Regions from separate parts of the Mus musculus genome. Here all the other regions are linked to region 2. Evidence: chromatin contacts called from public promoter capture Hi-C data. All regions are on one chromosome and are shown on one strand. Each heading gives the region's core, a stretch centred on a gene start, on an enhancer-like site or on the middle of the called end of the contact. The rest is flanking DNA. Distances are from core to core; before and after follow the strand shown.

Region 1 (2,700 bases), core at 27-2,526, 840 kb before region 2:
TCACATCCAAGTAAGAGCATCTCCTTTGAGGGACAGCCGGGAGCCCAGTCAATGCGGGGTTGTGCGTACACAGGCTAACATTTTGGGTTCCTCAACTGGGTAGGTTTGGACCTAAGTCTGCAGAGAATGAGAGATGGAGCACAGAGCAGAGGCGACCGAGGTCAGAAGAAAAAGGTTCACAAGAAGAACGCGGGGACGCGGCGGTCGTGGCCCTTACCTTGCTGACCACGTTTTGGATGAGACCAGTGCGGATGCCGTAGTCCCACGCGTGGCAGTCGCAATTTGAGTCGTTGTTCCCCTTGCCTGGAGGGGATGGGAGGGGTGGTGTGTCGCTGCTGTTGCTTCGGTTGCTCGTGGTCCCCCAGGAGGCAGTGGAGAAGGGGGTGGCCGAGGGGCTGGTCCAATTGCCCATGTCACCCCATCGGCCGGTGACAGTGGCACCCGCCAGCTCGGTGCCTTTGCCGGCCCCGCGGCACCAGAAATCGGGCTGGTCCAGAAGGAAGGAGTCCGAGAACTGGCTGAAGCCAATGAACAGTGCCGGGATCCAGGTGAGCACCACCAGGGTCTTCTGGTAGCCGCCGCCCAGGCCCCCGAGGAAGGGCAGCACGGAGCCATCGTAGTCCAGCAACAGGAGGCTCGGGGCGGCTGTCGCCGCGCAGCAGCTCGAGTGCGGGCCGCCGCTGGGGTGCAGCGCAGGCAGTGGCTGGATCTCCGCGCTGCTGCCGGAGCCCGCGCGCCCTCCGAGGGGCGCCGAGGCCGCCGCGTCCCCGGGCGGCAGGGAGCCGTTCTCCTCCGCCGGGGCCGGCTGCCGCCCGGCACCACTACCCGCCGCCTCACGCCGCCGGTCTATCGCCATGGCCAGGGCCCGCGGCTCCCGCAGAGGCGCATAGAGCGCGGCGGAGCTCGGCGGGCGCCCGGGCACAGCGCCGCCGCCGAGGAGGAGGGCCCGCGGCCGGAGAGAGTGCTCCGGGCCCGGCGAGTCAGGCCACCCCCATGTCACCCGCGCACCCCCGTGCCCTGGGCGCCGGGCAGAAACCGTTCGAGTCCTCAGCCGCCGCGGCTCATCCGCGCCGCGGCCCGGGCGCCCGCCTAGCTACGAGGCTCTCCGCTGATGCGCGCCGGCCGGGGAGGAGGAGGAGCCGGACCCGCGCCCTTGTCGCGACTCGGGGCCCTGCGGGCACCGGTGCGCGTTGTGCTGGGGCCGCCGGCGGCCGCGGGTTGGGAGATCCTCCACGGACTTCGGGCGCTCCCGGAAGCCGCAAGCTCGCAGCCAGCCTGCGGAGCCGGCCGCGCTCTCGGCTCACCGAGCCGGCCTCCGCCTCCCGCCCCGGCCCGCCCCCTCTCCCCCCGCCGAGGTGGAGGTAACCGCGGCACCTGCTGCGCCGCTCCTGCGCACGAGCGCCCCCTCCAGCCGGGCCGTGTCGCCACCGCCCGGACAGACGCAGGGGCGGGGAGAGGGACACCCGGGCCGCTGCAAGATCCCTGGTGGTCTCTGGGCGCGGGGGACGGGGGTCACCAAGGAGTCTGCACTGGCTGGGAGTGAGAGGACAGTGTCGTCTGCCAGTCTCAAGTCCCACAGCCGCAAGGGACCTCGCCCCGGGCACACCGGCTCTCCGTGACCTCTGTTCGTTTCCGAGGTGCCTGGCGGCTGGCACCCCACTCCTGGTCTTGAGCCCAAGGGTTGCCTGTCTTCCAGAACAACCTTCTGTTCTTCTTCCAGACTCAAATAAGGCAGCTTTTTATGGTCACGGAGCTGGGGCAAGGAGGCATGTTTGCCAATTTTAGGATGACAGCCCCTTACAACGCTGGGTCACACACGACCTACTGCAGCACCCGCCCCAAATCGCCATTTCTTTCTGTGCTCCAGAATGAATGTCAAATAAACACAACTCTAGAAGGCTAGACCTTCAACAGAAGCCACACACTCGATACAAACGTGAATGAGGGCGGCCTGCCCCACCCCCTCCCCAAGGTCTCGGAATCACAATTCCTATGCTCTGCGCACAGGCGCGCACACATCTACACCTCACAGGAGATCCAAATGCTCTTGGCACTCCAGACTCCAGAGCCAGCCTTGCCCAGCTAGCACTATATAAATAACACCAGCCCTGCGGCAAACGGCCGCATTAGCATATCTTCTCCTGCGTGCCAGGCCTGACACCAGTGAGAATTATGCGGCTTTCATCTTAGCCTCACTACATTCTCGAGACATTTCATATTCTGAGAAGTTTATTAATGGAATTAATGGAAATCTTAAATGGAGCAATCTATCTCTAGTCTTATTTAGCACAGGGGAAGGAAGCTCGCGTTCTTTTCCCAAAAGCATATCCTGCGAGTACATGTATGGAATGCGTTCTTTAAGCATCTCCGTTATTTTCTCAGCTGCATGTTGTATAATTTAGTGGGAGACTTTTTTTTTTTAAGCATGCAGCTCAATGTTCCAGTCAACATGTACTTACTGCTGAAATTCTGACACGTGGAGAGAACTATTTCTGAAGACTGCCAGAGAGCTGGACTTTGGGGAACCCAACTGTGAATTTTCCTGAGTGGCTGGGAAGGGGAGATTAGATAACAATAGACGGAAGAGACACAGGCTGCAGAAGACACTAAAGGTCTGGGAAACCCAGTCTGGAAATTTAAGCACATTTAATGACATACTTGAGTGAGAATGTCATTATGAAACCCATCATGCAGTATAAT
Region 2 (2,700 bases), core at 111-2,610:
AAGTGCCTGGGGTGTTGTAGGCCGTCCATGACTGTGGCTATTGATCCTATTGCACAGGACTAAGGAGTTGTGGGTTCATCTAAACTCATTTGGCTGATAGAAGAACAGTGGAGGTCCTGCACACAGCAAGCACCAGGCTCAGAGGCAAGGGGACTGCGGAGTTTTCAGGAACTATGAAGAAGCTTTGGAGAGAAGAGAAATGACAGGTAGTATTTTTTAAATGCTCATGACACAGTGTGTTTTTTATTATTGCCCTAGTATTATGAAGCAGTTGGTGCTGTCAGTAGCCGTTAGGTAAAACTGGATACTCCTGCCCTCACTCTTATGGTCAAGTTCCTAACAGATACATAAGATTTGAGATCTGGGAGATTTGTAAAACTGCATTATGTCTAAAATAATTCTAGCATTATTTGCACTCTTCCCTTTTTATTGTTAGTATCTTATAAGATGTGTCTGGTTTAGTTGTAAAAAGCTATAATGTTAGACAAGTACTGTAGCATATACGCACAATTGGAGCAACTGTGTAAATTTTAATCTTATTGTAGCTCTGACTAAAAAAGATTGTTAGTTTTAATTATACATTTTATTTAGAGCAATAAACTTCACATCAGCCATAACCGATACATAAGCTACTGGTAAGAAATTTTGTTTCTTTATATCCACACTGAGGTTACAAAATTCTAGACTATCTCCACTTAAGCTAGCTACTTTGAGAATAGCACATAGACTGTGCTGGTCAATTTATCATCACAGTGACAAATACCTAACCACACAAGTTGAAAGGAAGACTTTAACTTCACTCACAATTCAGATCTTCAGTCTGCACACTGGAAAATACTAGACGTGGGGTGGTATTTAACAATGTGACATATGAATTTCCTTGCACATAGTATTATACAAGTTTCCTGTTTCCTAGAACACTATGCACAAAGGCTTTGTATAAAGCACATGATGAGCACATACATATTTCTCACTTTCTGTTTTATTGGCAAAGAGGAGCCAAGAATACCAGCAGGAAAGAGCCCTCTCCAATGGATGAAATCAATAATTATGATCCTGTCCCAGGTCCCAGAAACCTTAGTCTTAACTGTGTTAAATTTAATACTTGAATAGTAGTGGAAAGAGGGTGGAGTACTCTTTAACAAAGCTTGTTCCCCTCACAAAAGTTGAATACCAGGAAATAAAATCAAGAGGTAATCCAATGGCCATTATTTTGAGCTTGTTGCATGACAACAAAGCGCCAAATTGGGACAAAGCATCTCTGTTCTCACCTTCCTCTTGGAACATTACATGTGATTCATGGAATCCATTACATCACAGGTACATGGCTCACACCTGAATTCTAAATGCCTTTGTCTGAAGTTGCGGGTGAGACAAAGAAAAATATTGTTGGAAAATTTTATTCTAAAATTAAAGGAATTTTGAATAATAAGGTGAGCATATCTAGGTATTGTGGTGTACACCAATAACCCCAGCACTTGGTAGGCTAAGGCAGGAGGAATTCAAGTTTGGGATCAATCTGTTCTGTAAGGATATCATGTCTTGGGGGAAAAGGAAGAAGACCAGGGCCATTTTTATCCAGTTGTGAACCCTATGAGCTACAACAACGGCTGACCTGGAGATATGCTCATGAGTTCATCAGCGGCACAAATGCTATGGGGATAGTCTACTTTTTCTGACTGGATTTAAGGCCCACTCCACAGGAGGACTCTCAAGCCTGATATTGTAATTGGGCCAAGAACCCATGACCGGGGAGCCCAAACCTTCCAAATATAAACCCTACTACCTTTCTCTTTATGTTAAATGGACATAGGGTCAAAATACAAATCTTGGTTCTCAAAGATTAGTACGTCTCTCAGTCATTAGAGTAGTACCTTCTGCAGTGGATGGTAGCGAATACAAAGACTCATAACAAGTCAAAGTGCGGAGGACAGTCTTTGTAAATTGCTCAGCTCTAAATGGAACTATGTAATATACCTCCCCTACAAGGCTCAGGGAACATTGCAGAACACAGGGCAGAAAGACTGTAAGAGCCAGAGGGTAGGATAGACTGAGATGAAACAGTATCTTCTGGACATGACAGCTGCAGTCATGAACTCGAAGCACCTGTGTGTTGCCTGCACAATACCTGCATGAGAACAATCCAGTCAACAGTTCAGCATGGAATGGGGAGGGGCACACAAGTCCCTATTCCTCCTATAAGGAGCTATTGGGAGTTGAAGGTTGCTAAGGAAGGGAGAATTTGTTTACTTTGGGGATTTGGTTCCCCACATGCTGTCTGTGCTCTAACTGATGGCACACACCCATGTGTATATGGGAAACACTAACAGAATTCAGTGGAGTATTTATATATTTACTTATTTATATTTTTATGTATATGAGTGTTTTTCTTGTGTGTATGTTTGTGTGCCATGTATGTGTTTGAAATCCAAAAGAAGCCAGAAAAGAGCTTTGGATCCTCTTGAACTGGAGTTATAGGTTGTTGTGAGCTGCTATGTAGGGGCTGGGAAACAAATCTTGGTCCTCTGCCAGAGTAGCAAAGCTCTTAACTGCTGAGCCATCTCTCTAGCCCCTAAGTGGATTATGTGCAAAGAGAAGACATTAATTGAGAAGTTGTGAGGGGTCTGAGAGGAGATGGAGTATAAAAGTGTACAGGTGAATATGGTTGAAATACTGTATAGAGTATACCTAAAAATGTTA
Region 3 (2,700 bases), core at 24-2,523, 790 kb after region 2:
CAGGGGTGGTGTGCGCCTTTAATCTCAGGCAGAGGCAGGCAGATCTCTGTGAGTTTGAGGCCAGCATGGACTACAGAGTGAATTCCAAGATAGCCAGCCCTATACACAGAAAAACCCTGTCTCAAAAAATCAAAGAAACAAACTAGTTTGTGAACATTATACTTATTATCACAATATATCAATGTCTATCTACACGTTAAAAAAAAAGTGTCCTGTGCTGTAGATTTTGTAGATGCTGGAGGTGGGGGCACTCTAGGTAGATCTGGATTGGGAGTCCCATACTGTCAGATTCAGTATGTAGATATGGACACTGTACTGGACACTTAATGACTAGAAAGTCCCAGCCAAGGGACTGAGGGGCCTGTTCCTAAAAATTCCTCTCTAGCTCAGGGTCTTTGGCCATAAAAATAATTTTCCAACTTCCTGGGGTCAAACCTGACCTTAGCTCAGCTCTGGGACCTGAACAGATGTTCCCATCCTTTGTGTGCTACATTGAGTTGGAGTGATGAAGTTTTGTGCACATAAGATCACATGGGAGGGGCCCTCAGCCTTGGGGAGGGATGAGCAGCCTGTGAGTCCTCAATAGATACTAAAATCAGTAACTATTGATGACTCCTTAAATTCTGCTATACCGTGCCCAGTTTAAAAGCCTGGGAAAATTAGCTTTGCTTTTTGTTCCTTGATTTGTGGACCAATATTTCTAAAACCCCAATTTTTTTGTGTAAGTAAGTATACACACAGCCATGGTGAGGCAGTTAGTCACTCCTAAACGGTGGTCCCCAGAGCCTGTCCTCAGCATCTCCCTGTTAGAAATTCTCTCAGAACTGCCTGGGACACCCTGAATCAGATATGAGGGGTGGGGTGGGGGAATGGGAGGTGGGCATGACATTTGGTGATGAAGTTATCAGTTGAAGCTTGATCAAGGCAAAGTTAGCTGGAAGGCAAAGGCACAATACAACACTTAAGGAAGTATCCAGTGCCAGGATATAGTGAGATGTTCTTCCATTAGTCTTCTGGCAATTGGGTTTTGACCGGCAACCCCCAGAAGGCCTGACTGAGCCTTAGAGGGTCTGGGATCCTTGCGGAGGAGAGGTGGCAGTTGCAGGCCAGGCGCAGGCTAAGCGAGAGGGGGGAATGAATGCCTTCAAGTCTGAAGGAAGGCGCTTAGCCATGGAGGGAGGTGCCAGCCCTCTTCTTTGAGGACAGGGGGGTGGGGGTGGGGCGGGAGGACCTTGACGTGCTCTAGTGCTAGGCGCCAATGGCCACCGGGTGCTCTTGTCTGCCTGCCTAGTGAGCTCCCGGTGGGTTCCTGCTCTGTCCCCTGCTCAAGCGCAGCAGCAAGGTCACCAGGTAAGTAGGTGGAAGCTGTAGCTTCGGCCTTCCAGCTTTTAGAACCACTGAGGGGCACAACTACACAGATGCGACCTGGGACTCGAGCGGTTTCGGGGATACAGGATGAAAGGGAAGGGATGCACTTCGCTCGATTGCTTGCCTTAATGACATTCTTGTATCGCGGATTCCCTAGGCCAGTGACAGCCAGGACGTCTCCTCCGGAAGAATAACTTCACAGGCTGGAAAACTTTGTCTAGTTCTGAAAGTTGAGAGCTACCCCAGAGGATACAGACGCGCATAGCAGCCGCGGGGTGGATCAAAGCTATCGGCTAGCCTACGACCTTCAGAAATCCTAGTCTCCACTACGGACGTAGCTCTCAGGTGTTCTGGCTGTCGCGCCTCCCTGTCTTGGCCCTCCCCTTGGGAGCTAGCCGCAGGCCAGCATCCTCCTCCCTCTTGGTCCCGGGCAGCAGCAGCTAAAAGCTGGAGGTTCCAGGCCGAATCCGCTTTCTGCCAGGGTAGGCAAGCCCAGCCGACACTATGCGCTCCTTCTGCTGCGGGAGTAGATAAAAGTTTCCAGAGGACTCTCCGCGGTTCCCGCAGGACGAAACCCGGGGCCGGATCGGACACTGTCATGGATCCCTCGGGAGAACAGCTACACAGATCCGAGGCGTCCAGCTCTACGTCTTCCGGAGACCCTCAATCCGCGGAGGAACTGTCGGTCCCCGAGGTCCTTTGCGTGGAGAGTGGCACCTCTGAGACCCCGATCCCTGATGCTCAGCTCCAGGACCGGCCCCTGTCGCCGCAGAAAGGGGCAGCTCTCCCGGAACAGGAGGAGCTACAGGAATATCGCCGCTCTCGTGCGCGCTCCTTCTCTTTGCCCGCAGACCCCATCCTGCAGGCGGCCAAGCTCCTGCAGCAGAGGCAGCAGGCGGGACAGCCCAGCTCAGAGGGTGGCGCGCCGGCTGGGGACTGCTGCTCCAAGTGTAAGAAGCGCGTGCAGTTCGCCGACTCCCTGGGACTGAGCCTGGCCAGCGTGAAGCACTTCAGCGAGGCCGAGGAGCCTCAGGTGCCCCCGGCCGTACTTTCCCGTCTCCACAGCTTCCCGCTGCGCGCCGAGGACCTGCAGCAGCTCGGGGGGCTGCTGGCAGTGGCAACGATGCCTGATCCTCTCTTGGTACCCTGCGCCCGGCTCCGACCCCACTTCCAGCTCCCGGAGCTGCGCGCTGCGGAGGAGCGTCTGCGGCGACAGCGAGTGTGCCTGGAGCGTGTGCAGTGCTCCCAGCCGCCCCGCGCCGAGGTGACCGGCTCTGGCCGAGTGATCAGTTGCCCCGGACCCAGGGCAGTGGCGGTGCGCTACACTTTCAC
Region 4 (2,700 bases), core at 122-2,621, 720 kb after region 2:
CAGCAGTAAAACCCTTAGTAAAACACACACACACACACACACACACACACACATACACACACACACACAGCCACCACCACCTACCCCTGAGACAGGGTTTCTCCATGTAGCCCTGGCTGTCCTGGAACTTGCTCTGTTTATCAGGTTAGCCTTGCACTCAGAGATTTACCCACCTCTGCCTGGGTTTAAAGGTGTGCATCACCATCAACCTACTAGGCAACAATTCTATTAATTTCAAGTAAACAGATATCTGACTACTCAAGTTTTTCCTTTCTGCATTTCAATGTGAGGCATGACATTGCAATGGAAGTCTTACTTGAATCTTATTTTTGCATACAAGCAATATATGTTATGTCTTTCACACTTTATAGTCAAGGAAATAGAGTATATATAATTCAACATGCCTTGATTTGCTTATTCTGGAGTCATGAAATCAAAGGAACTCCTCCTGGGATTTAGGGACATTTAATTAGTAAGAAGCTACATAGAAGCAAAAGTGCTCCTGGAAGCTTCCATTTCCTAGACAAACCTAGGTGAGACCAGTTGAGATAAGCGATACATCCCTGACCGCAGGGATGGCCTTTCAACCGAAGAGATGCAAAATCCGCGCGGATTTCAAATGATCCCCAAGTGAACATCTAAAGTCCGTTTCGCAAAGCCCCAACAACCAGCCTTGAGGGACAAGGACGCCAGCTAATCTATCTGAGAAATCCATCAGGCCAATATTTAAGATGTAAAATGCTTAAACCCTTATCATCGTAAGGTAAGTTTATTTGGAGTTCCTCGTTTGTCAAACCGCGTGATGCTTTGGAAAGAGTCACAAGCTGATCCACAGAGATCTGCCCAAACTTAGGGTGTAATTCGGCTACATGTTGTACAGGTCACACTCCGACCGTGCAGGTTACATTCCTAACTCCTCCACTGCCTGCTCGACCCAACACCGAGAGGATTTAATCCTGAACACCGCAGTAACCACGCCAAACTCACAAAAACTCTGCTGTTCCTCATAGGACCGAGCACCGCCCTGTGTTTGGCGCATGCTGGGAATTGTAGTCCTACACAGCGCCAAGAAAAGCAGTTAAGAAACTTGAAGAGACTATAGTTCCCAGCATGCCCGAGGACGATCTCCGCCCACCCTCGCAAGCCGAGGAGGTCTGGCCGGGTGAAACCCGGCGTGGTTCTACCTTAAAGCTCTCCAGCCTAAGAGGGCCGGGTGGACCTGACTCACCCTGTAATTATGATAGTGCGTCTCCACGAGATGCTTATGGCGAGACTTATCGTGGCCGAAGTTGGATTTCTCACAGACCAGTAAGTGCCGAGGCGCCTCTTGCAGCCTGCGCAGCGTGGCCATGTTAAGCAGGAGTCCAGGCGAGCACCGCCTCTTGGCCCGCCTCCCGGCCCGCCCCTCGGCCCGCCCCTCACCCCACCATTCGCCCCTTTCTGACTACACCCCTCCCTCCACCACGCCCTAACCCTTCTTTCTTTCCCTGTCTGTCAGTTCCTGCAGGCACTGGGTCTGAAGGTTCTCAAGAACCTGGCATGGGGCTGGTGAGATGGCTCAGCGGGTAAGAGCATTGACTGCTCTTCCAAAAGTCCTGAGTTCAAATCCCAGCAACCACATGTTGGCTCACAACCATCCGCATCTTAAAAAAGAAAGAAAGAAAGAAAGAAAAAACCTGGCACATCCATTCTATCCCACAGTTTCTCCGTGGAGGAACAGTGCATATACCTGGACAGGACTCAGAGAAGGACTGGACCCTGACACCTTATAAAAAGGAGGAAGATAGGACAGAGGAAAAGCCTAGTATAGTCAGGAAATACATCTGCTTTGCAGCACTGTTTTCCTGACTCCTCATATGGTCTCGTTCCTAATGCTCACCCACCCGCAGGCCCCTAAGTTCCCACTGATCCTTCCCAAAAAGTATAGGAAATTACAGAGGAATATAATATGACATTTCTGCATTTTTACTTCCAACAGAACTTCTTTGCTTTGTTTTTAATTATTTAATTTATTTTTTTCATTTCCAACATTACTATTTTGTGATTTTACTCCAAATCTCAGTTTCTTTGCTGAATTGTACTTCCATGTACACTGTTGCTATCTTCAGACACACCAGAAGAGGGCATTGGATTCTATTATGGATGGTTGTGAGCCACCATGTGGTTGCTAGGAATTGAACTCAGGACCTCTGGAAGAGCAGTCAGTGCTCTTAACCAATGATCCATTTCTCCAGCCCCCATAGCTAATTCTTAAAAGCCATATTGTTGATTTTTCTCATCTATTTTACTCTCTGTGTGTGCACACACATGCGTGCGCACGTGCACGTGTGTGCACAGCAGACTTTCCAGGTCCTTCCTTAGGGAAGATTGAATTAATCTTTTTGCTTCAATCTTTTTTGAGGTCTTAAAGTATTTTTACTAGGAAACTTCTGAAATCACCCAGAATTTTACCTATTTCAGTATCATTGAATCCAGGTGTTAAGTTATTTTGTCTTGAGACAGGGTCTCATTATATATCCTGGCTGGCCTCAGACTCAATATATAGACCAGGCTGGTCTCAAACTCAAAGAGATCTACCTGCCTCTGCCTCCTGAGTGCTGGGATTTAAGATGTGAACCACCACTCTGGGATAATTGATTTTGTTTTTGGAGGACTCCTGTTGCTGTGTTTTTCATTCATGCTTTTGTTTCTGTGTGTGGT

The links. Promoter capture Hi-C pulls out the DNA fragments that hold promoters and counts their contacts.
Region 1: a contact with region 2 is called in a promoter capture Hi-C map of hippocampal neurons, with 2.7 times the contacts expected there. The contact joins the promoter of Slc22a23 here to the promoter of 1700011B04Rik in region 2. A contact is called at or near these places in 4 of 39 promoter capture datasets (the HPC-7 cell line, hippocampal neurons, liver and 1 more).
Region 3: a contact with region 2 is called in a promoter capture Hi-C map of embryonic stem cells, with 3 times the contacts expected there. The contact joins the promoter of Ppp1r3g here to the promoter of 1700011B04Rik in region 2. A contact is called at or near these places in 1 of 39 promoter capture datasets (embryonic stem cells), 1 of 484 Hi-C or Micro-C datasets (macrophages) and 1 of 115 datasets of contacts at active chromatin or transcription factors (embryonic stem cells).
Region 4: a contact with region 2 is called in a promoter capture Hi-C map of liver, with 5 times the contacts expected there. The contact joins the promoter of Rpp40 here to the promoter of 1700011B04Rik in region 2. A contact is called at or near these places in 24 of 39 promoter capture datasets (the 3T3-L1 cell line, 3T3-L1-derived adipocytes, the HPC-7 cell line and 14 more), 2 of 484 Hi-C or Micro-C datasets (CD4 T cells and bone marrow-derived macrophages), 6 of 115 datasets of contacts at active chromatin or transcription factors (bone marrow-derived macrophages, embryonic stem cells, large pre-B cells and 1 more) and 2 of 9 other capture datasets (liver and macrophages).

Annotation. Positions count from the first base shown.
Region 1 is chr13:34,343,942-34,346,641 of GRCm38.p6, forward strand. Slc22a23 (solute carrier family 22, member 23) reads right to left here and starts at 1,277. Exons shown (of 10, transcript NM_001382849.1): 1 at 218-1,277. The coding sequence starts at 856.
Region 2 is chr13:35,180,263-35,182,962 of GRCm38.p6, forward strand. It overlaps 1700011B04Rik (RIKEN cDNA 1700011B04 gene), which reads left to right and starts at 1,361. Exons shown (of 3, transcript NR_045616.1): 1 at 1,361-1,433.
Region 3 is chr13:35,966,633-35,969,332 of GRCm38.p6, forward strand. It overlaps Ppp1r3g (protein phosphatase 1, regulatory subunit 3G), which reads left to right and starts at 1,274. Exons shown (of 2, transcript NM_029628.1): 1 at 1,274-1,350; 2 at 1,526-2,700. The coding sequence starts at 1,967.
Region 4 is chr13:35,904,976-35,907,675 of GRCm38.p6, forward strand. Rpp40 (ribonuclease P 40 subunit) reads right to left here and starts at 1,372. Exons shown (of 8, transcript NM_145938.4): 1 at 1,229-1,372. The coding sequence starts at 1,351.